Linked DNA regions of Callithrix jacchus: region 1 is linked to region 2. Evidence: chromatin contacts called from public Hi-C data. All regions are on one chromosome and are shown on one strand. The core of a region is the stretch at or near the end of the contact, and the rest is flanking DNA. Distances in the headings are between cores, read along the strand shown.

Region 1 (4,039 bases), core at 972-3,471, 230 kb before region 2:
CTGGATGACTGCCTGGGCCTCAGAGTTCTTTTTCTTCAGAAAGTCTATGGTTTCTCGCAAATCCAGCAGCTCAGTGTCCTGAGAGAGAAATGAAAACAGCATCGGCCAGGCGTGGTGGCTCACACTTGTAATCCCAGCACTTTGGGAGGCTGAGGCGGGTGAATCATCTGAGGTCAGGAGTTCAAGACCAGCCTGGCCAACATGGTGAAACCACGTCTCTACTAAAAACACAAAAAGTAGCTGGGTGTGGTGGCCAGCATCTGTAATCCCAGCTCCTTGGGAGGCTGAGGGAGGAGAATCGCTGGAACCCAGGATGTGGAGGCTGCAGTGAGCCGAGATTGTGCCATTGCACTCCAGCCTGGGCAACAAGAACAAAACTCCATCTCAAAAAGAAAAGAAAAGAAAAGAAAACAGTGTCATTAGTTGGGACTAGCAGGAGCCCTTATGATGTGCTAGGCAATGGGCAAGACATTGGAATTCTACAAAACTTCATAGAGAAGGGCTGGAAATTGGAATAAGGAATATGGTCCCTCTCTATTAGGGGGCAGATTGAGAATCCAGGGTGACAGTGAGGGATGGGGAAACTGGCACTCATGAGCAAGAGGAGGAGGTCAGCCTGGACCTCTCTGTCCAGGAGAACCCCCATCACTGCACCCATTCTTCCCTCCCCTTCCCAAGCCTCTCACCTTCTCCTCAGCCGTCTCTGCCAGGTGTCGCAGGCGGGATGTCATATTTACCAGGCTCTGCTCAAATGCAGCCACTAGATTAGCCTAAAACAAACACATAAAGGGACTGCTGAGTTGCATGAGGCTGGGGGAAAGGCAATGACCGACAATGGGAAATAGTTTTAACTGATTTCCTGTATCTCAGAGCAGACCAATGCCAGAAAACCTCTTGGTGGTTTAGAAATGTCGATTTCCCTAAGCAGACAAAGGGGAAATTAAAGAAATTTTCTGGTGGGAACCAGCTTCTCAAATAATGAAGCCAGGGTGAGGGCAGGACAGGTGTTTGGAGGCTCTTGGAGACTTGAGATCTAAAACCCATCATCTACAGAGGCAGGACTAGCCCCTTGTGATATATGGTGTGGCCAACTTGGTAGGAGGGCCATAGCCTCTGGGGTCGTTCCTCTTATTTTTTGTTTAACTCCTGCATTGTGGAGTGGGCCGGCTCACTCGAGGCCAAATAATCTCCCAGCAGAAACTATACAGTGCATCTCTTCCTCTTCTGCTACTCCACTGCTTCACCCTTTCTTGCTTTGCAGCTGCTCCTTGTTCCCTGGATTCTCCAGGTTTACCAGGCTGGAAGGAAACAGCAGGGACATTCCACAGTTTGGCCACTAGGTGTCAGGTCTGTTTCATGAGGAGTGATGGATACCTCCTTCACTCTGCTCTCCGGGTAACAGGCAGGCTAGTTCAGAAAGGCGCTGAGTGGAGGAACTAAGGCCCCTTGGTTTGGCATAGTTTGACCTCTAGCTGGCCAACTGGCTGCAAGATGCATAGGGAAGATGAAGGGAATGAGGCCTGGGGCTAGAAAGGGGAGCACCTGGGGATGGAGAAAAAGCCATCGTGAGACTATCCGAGCAAGCTGGTGACCCTAGCACAAAGGGGATATGCTCTGGGCAGCTTCTTCACGCAGAGCTCTAGGAAATCTACAGCACTCTCATGGCTCTTGCTGGCTTACACCTCTCCCTCCCTGTTGGTTCAACTCTAGTTTTCATCTACTGTCCCACATGGCTGGAGCCTACTTCATAGGACCAGGGCTGGAGGCAATCTCTTTGGTCCTATTAGCGCCTCCTCTTGCACTCCTACTATAAAGCTGTCAGGGCCTGGGTTCTGAGGAGATCAGACCATGTCATGACCTGAGCAGTTTCCCTTCACCTACTGTGCAGGGAACATCTGTCTTCTGACCTCAGGTCTTCTCTGGTTTGCTTCTCCACATCCCTGCCTATCTGCCTGTCGACTGCTTATAGTTCCTGGAAGACTACTCACGAGAAGCCCCGAGAACCCCTATAGGCTCCTCTGTGCTGGCCTTTCCCCATCCAGGGCACCACTTTTGCACTGGCTGGGCTTCCTCCCCGCTTTCCTCTACACTTCCTCTCCCTACACTGACCCTTCCCCTAATCCCACCCTCAGACCAGGGTACCTGTGAGACCTCAGGGGTAAGCAGTGGTGCTGCAGAAAAGCTAGCGCGTGCGAGGGGTAAAGAGGTCTGGGCCCCTGGGTCTAGGGTGTGCCCTCAGCCTCAGTAGCTAGGAAGTTCCAGGGAGCATGACAAAAGCTTGGTTTGGAGTCAGGGAATCCTGAAGAGAGCTGTGGACCCTTCCTAGAGTCCCATGACCTGAGCAGTTTCCCATCTCCTGCTTGAGGGAAGGGTTCTGGCCCTCGGCAAAAATCTGCCTTTCAGATGCAGAACCCACTGTGTCTGGGTGTTTAGTTTGTTCTCTCTTAGCCAAATGGAACTTCCTGTTCTAAGAAAATTCACCCTCTAAATTCAATTTCTTGGCTCCAGCCCAGCCTTGACAGCATGGTGGCTGACAGATTGCAGTGTAAATGAATCAGACATAATAATGTTCTCTGCCTCCCTGGCGCCTCTCGCCCCCCCACCCCAGCATCTCCCAGACATGAGTTTCCTGGGGTGTGCAGGACGTGACCCAGGCCATTTGCTTTGGTGGGTGTGGCACAAGGGAGAGAAAAGATGGTTCTTGTTTATGTTACAATTCTTACGGGTCCCCCAAGAGTGGGAAAAAGTGCTTAACATGAGCTTCAAACAAACTGGTACAACTTAAGAATTGAGGGTTTGGGAAAAGAGAATCAAGAGAATAACTGGTGTGGTAAGGGAACTGCTGCTGTATGTTGGAAACATTCAGAATCCTGGTGGAGATTCTTCTACCTAATTCTAAGGGATAGACCCCAGGCCTGACAGCTGGGTTCCCCAGAGAGGAAGGGCAGAGAGAAAACCAGAAACGACTGCGGAAATTGCAGACATGGTTACTTTGTGCAAACACTTGGAAAGCTCCTGCAGATCCGGCTCAGCTGTTGTTTACAGCTTTGGGGGAAAATGGCTCTTATGTTCTCTGTTTGCAACTCAGTCACAGGGGAGAAACTCCCAGATCCTGGTTAGAGGAGAGGTGGCTTCATTTCTCCCCATGTCACAGAGTAGAAAAACTAAGGCCTAAGGGAAGACACTCATTCTAAGTAGATGTCCTGAGGGCAGAAATAAATAATTCTAGCTCTCAACCTAAATCTCAGATTGTTTCTACTATCTGCCCAAGGAGACTACTCAGAGAAGGCAGTTGAGAATGAAGGAGTCAGACCAGAATGGGAGTTAGGTTTCTCAGTAGTGTTGTGGTCACCAGACAGAATTCTAATGACCAATTCTGTGCCTGCACAGTTATGTGGCATGAACAAAGACATGAACACACCCCAGGGCAGTGGAAAGGCTCTAAGAGCCCTGTAATTATAATCCATAACTGCTTTTGTCCACGGCCAATGGCAAGGTTGTTTCTGCCTCCGTGCAGAACCACTGATAATCAATCTTCTGTTTCTCTAGGGAGCTCAGACCATCAGACATGAACTCATCCAGACCTATGAATTAGAGTGGAAGCAAAATGGTTCTTCATAAAAGTTGGGGCTCAGAGAAGGGGAAGAACAACCCCCCAATCTATTGTAGAGCTGTGAAGAAGACCCATGCCCTTGAAGTCTCAGTCCAGGGGATACCTCACCAGGTAATTTTCCTCCCTTGGCTGCACTTGTTTAACTACAGTCAAAACCACTGCCTACATCTTCCCTACTTCACGGCACTCACATTAGCAGAAAGCTGCGACGTCAAGGTGGCCACTTTTTCCTGGGATGATTCCAGTTCCCTACGAAGCTTCCGGATTTGCTGTAAAAGGAAGAGAAATACAAACTACTGGCTGCAGAAGCTGTGTAAGATTTGGAAGGAAAATGGGTGCAGTGATGTTAATAAGCAGAGCCAAAGCTTTGCACCCTACCTCAGATTGCATCCTCTCCTCAGCCTGAAGAAGGGAGCACAGAAGGAG
Region 2 (4,350 bases), core at 1,789-4,288:
GCACAGGAAGAGGGCCTTTTGATTCCAGGGTGCTATTTACAGCAGTCCTCCCTCCTTCTGAGCCTCACCAAGGTAGGTGCAATGGTACAGGGGATGAGGGTGGAAGATGCTGGGGACTTTTCAGGGTCCCAGACACCAGGAGAAGGAAGCTGAGTTCCCAAATGAGGGACAGAACATAGAGGAGGCTTCTGACCCCCAAACTGGCTTTCCCTCCTGACCTCCCCATTTCTGTTAGTAGCTCCACAGCTCTCCCAGGTCCCAGACTCAAAACCTCAAGCTTCAGAGTCAAGGAGTTATGGGATTTACATCCAGGAAAGGCATTACAGATTATTTTGTAGGTGAGAAAACTGAGATCCAGATGGGAGAAGAGATTTGGACGAGGCCACATAGAATGTTAAAGGCAGGTTCTCTGGCCAAAATCTCCCGATTCTTGCCTTACCCGTAACAATGACATAGGATTGCCTCATTCAGTCTTGTTAGGCAGGTGGCATGTTATGGATTGAATTGTGTCACCAAAAAAGATAACTGAAGCACCAATTCCCAGTGTCTCAGAATGTGACCTTATTTGGAAACAGGGTCATTGAAGAAGTAATTAGTGAAGATGAGGTCATACTGGACTAGAGTGAGCCCCTAATCTGGCATGACTGCTGTATTTATAAGGAGAGGGACATTTGGACATAGACATTCACAGAAGGAAGAGGATGTGAAGACCACAGGGAGGAGATGGCCATGCGAAATAGAGGTGGAGATGGGAGTGATGTGTTACTAACCAAGGAATGACAAGGATTGTCCGCAAACATCAGACACTAGAAGAGGCAAGGAAAATTCTCCACTAGGCCAGGCGCAGTGGCTCAAACCTGTAATCCCAGCACTTTGGGAGGGTGAGGTGGGTGGATCACAAGGTCAAGAGATTGAGACCATCCTGGTCAACATGGTGAAACCCCACCCCTACTAAAAATACAAATAGCTGGGTGTGATGATACACACCTGTAGTTCCAGCTACTCGGGAGGCTGAGGCAGGAGAACTGCTTGAACCCGGAAGGTGGAGGTTGCAATGAGCCGAGATTGTGCCACTGCACTCCAGCCTGGAGACAGAGTGAGATTGTCTTTAAAAAAAAAAAGTTTTCTACTAATTTCAGAGGGAGTATGGCCCTGCCAACACCTTGGTTTCAGACTTCTAGCCTCCATAACTGAGACCATAAATTTCCGTTTCATTAAGCCACCTGCTTAGTATTTTGTTATGTCAGCCCCAGCTAACTGATCATAGCATTATACCCTTTGATGGATAAGGACTCTTAAGACTGAGGCAGGTTAAATGAGTTACCCAGATTACACACCAAAAGGCGCAGGAGGGACTCAACTCTCAGCCCAGCCCTCTTCCGAAAAGACGAAAAGACGGCAGGCCTTTGGATTCTGCTTTCTGCTCTGTCCCTCCCACATTCCACAGTCATCCAGTCCTGTTGGGTTTTCCTTTGTAAAAAGTTTCTCCACAGCTCTTCCTTTCCTTCCCCAGCAGGGTCGCCCTAATGCAGACTTCCCATGTCAGGAATGCTACATCTGCTGGCCCAGCTTGCCCTCTTCCAAGCCACTAGTTGGTTCGACACCTTTTTATCAAAAGCCCATTGCTTGCTAGGTTCTGTGCTATGTGCTGGCTTCTCATTGGTGAACAGAGCAGATGTGGTCCCTGCCATTTGGGCCATACTGCTGGTAAAATAGCTTCATTGTGTCACTTCTTGGCCCCGGGTCACCAGTGTCTCCCCACCACAGGCTCCAGTCTTGAACATGCACCTGTGTTTCCCACATGCAGGGCCAGACGCCCCTGTCTGTTGACATGTGCCACCTCAATTCAGATCAGAGAATAACATTCTGTCTTATGGGGAAACCAGGGGCCCCTCTGCAAATGATCTGAACTTCCCAGCTCCAGGAGATAAAGGCAGCTCCAGTCCATGGAGGGAAGAAAGGCATTATGATCTTTTACAGCAAGACACAGAAATGGGGAAGTTGTCTGGAAACAAAGAAGGTGACACTGAACACATTCAAGAGGCCAGGTGCCGTGGCTCACGCCTGTAATCCCAGCACTTTGGGAGGCTGAGGTGGGTGGATCACGAGGTCAGGAGATTGAGACCATCCTGACTAACATGGTAAAACCCCGTCTCTACTAAGAATACAAAAAATTAGCTAGGTTTGGTGGCACACGTCTGTAGTTCCAGCTACTTGGGAGGCTGAGGCAGGAGACTCAATTGAATCCGGGAGGCGGAGGTTGCAGAGAGCCGAGATCGTGCCACTGCACTCCAGCCTGGGCAACAGAACAAGACTCCACTTAGGACCAACCAGCTTAACTCTCAAAACCCTTTCGGATAGTCTACTGATGCTCGATAGATGTGAATCCTACAGCAATGAAAGGAATCTAAAGTTTCCTTCCTCCCATAAACAAACGGTGGCACATTCATACATCAGAAATTAAAAGAAGCAAAATACGTCATTTGACATGGATGAATCTCAAAAGCATTATGCTGAGCTAAGAAGCAAGACACAAAATAGAACCAACCACATGATTCCATTTATATGAAGTTCAAGAGCAGGCAAAACTAATCTATGATGCTACAAATCAGAACACGCAGACGGTGGGCGGGAACGCACTGACAATAGGGACAGGAGGGAAACTCTGTCGGTTGATGGAAATGTTCTATATCTAGATCGGGTGTGGGTCACATGGGTGTATTCATTTGTCAAAAACACATCGATCTGTTCATTTCACTGTTTGTAAATTATACCTCAATTAAAATAGAACAGAATAGAATGAAAGAAAATGATTCCCTCCTTCTCGGTTGGAACACACAGTGGCCTGCGTGCTGCAGGTGGACAGACCCTCACATTTTCTCCTGCTTCTCTCTCTAGACCTGAAATCTGGCTCAAGCTCCTGTCCCTCCTCTGGCTGGGTTTAGGCAGCAGCCCAGGCTCTCTACAAAGAGGCAGATGGGAGCAAATAGGGCCGGCAGCCCTGGCCCACGGGCCACTGAGCGCAGGCTCTGTCTGGCTTTGTGAGTAGGGCCTTCACCTCAGAGGTGTCCAGGCTGAGCCCTCCCTGGAGTCCTATTGCCATGGAGATGGCCCCAGCCTGTATTTTGGCCCAGAAGCCTCGAGTTTATCATTTCAAATCTCCCACCTTCCCAAATATTTTGCCTCTGCCACATCTGCGGCTCCTCCTTCCAGAGCAGACCGGGTGCTATTTATAATGCCTGGAAACACAGCCTGGGCCACATAATAGGCCAGCGTTGCCAAACAAAACTCCTGGCCACTCCACCCCCCTCATCCCCTGGAGGCCTACAGTCTGGAGTTCAGAGGGGCCTGAGGGACCATATATCTTAGAGCCAGCACCACAGACAACCCTTCCACGGGTCCATCTGACCCGCAGACAAGGAAGTAGGTAAACATCCCTTTTGGGATAAATTCACCCTGAAGTGTAGCCTGCATGGCTGGGGCTGAATGTTTGAGGCCTCCTTGGCTTTGCTCCATCCCTTTGCCTGTCCAGCATGTATCCTCAGTGGATCAAAGATCTATTTTATACATGGGGGCGCAGCGAGCCATGGGGCATCCAGATTAAAAATCATTAAAAAAAAAACAACATTGGCTCTAAGCTAGAGGGTGCTTAACACCTTCTAGGATGATCTTCACAATTCCCTGGCTTGAGTATCATCATCCCCATTTTACAAAGGAGAAAACTGAGGCCCAGGGAGGTTGTAGAAACCCAGATCAGGATGACTCCAAAGCCTGTGCATTTTCTATTACCTCATAGGCACCCGAGGCCCAATGTCAGGGAGAGGTCCAGGAAGCAAAGAGGTGGCCTCTAAACAAGCCAGGGAAATTCAGGACCTACAGCACTTCCCTGGGCAGGAGAAAGGGAAAGAACATTCCTTTTACCTACCTCAGCTTAAAGGCATCCCTTCCCCCAACCCCCACCACCCTGCCAAGTAATCAATGAACAAATGTTTGCTGAGCCCCTACTGTGTGCCAGGACCCAGTTAGGCTACTTCCAAGTGCTAAGAGCAGCCAACTGAGTGGCCTTATGGACTTTCCTCTGCCCTGGGAGGTCTCTCCCACCAGCCCCAGCACACCAGCCCCAACTCAGGATCTGGCCCCACCCTGCCATCCCAAACACAGAGACCTTTGTCTCTGTCACAGTTTCTGTGGTCAGCTAACAGTGGCCCTTCCCCTCCACTTCCCACAGCCAACCCCCAACTCTGTGGTCACTTTCTAGGCCTCCCTGCGGCCCCTGATTTCTTTCTGGCCATGGCCAGCAAGAGGAAGTGGGGAAATGACTCAGAGGGGTGATGTGGCGTCTTAGTGATG

Evidence for each region. Hi-C and Micro-C count contacts between places; a contact is called where the count stands out from the background.
Region 1: a Hi-C map of induced pluripotent stem cells shows a contact between it and region 2, with 2.3 times the contacts expected there. The contact joins two enhancer-like sites. A contact is called at or near these places in 3 of 3 Hi-C or Micro-C datasets (induced pluripotent stem cells and skeletal muscle).

What each region holds. Positions count from the first base shown.
Region 1 is chr19:28,805,908-28,809,946 of calJac240_pri, reverse strand. NAV1 (neuron navigator 1) reads right to left here. Exons shown (of 29, transcript XM_078356810.1): 13 at 3,805-3,882; 14 at 687-770; 15 at 1-78. Among named protein-coding and RNA genes, the nearest start is that of IPO9, 37 kb to the left of the region's middle. Within about 2 kb of position 2,221, at least 9 of the 16 cell types and tissues checked have an H3K27ac peak or open chromatin away from gene starts, as enhancers often do.
Region 2 is chr19:28,578,994-28,583,343 of calJac240_pri, reverse strand. The region is part of intron 1 of NAV1 (neuron navigator 1); the gene reads right to left. Among named protein-coding and RNA genes, the nearest start is that of NAV1, 15 kb to the right of the region's middle. Within about 2 kb of position 3,038, at least 3 of the 16 cell types and tissues checked have an H3K27ac peak or open chromatin away from gene starts, as enhancers often do.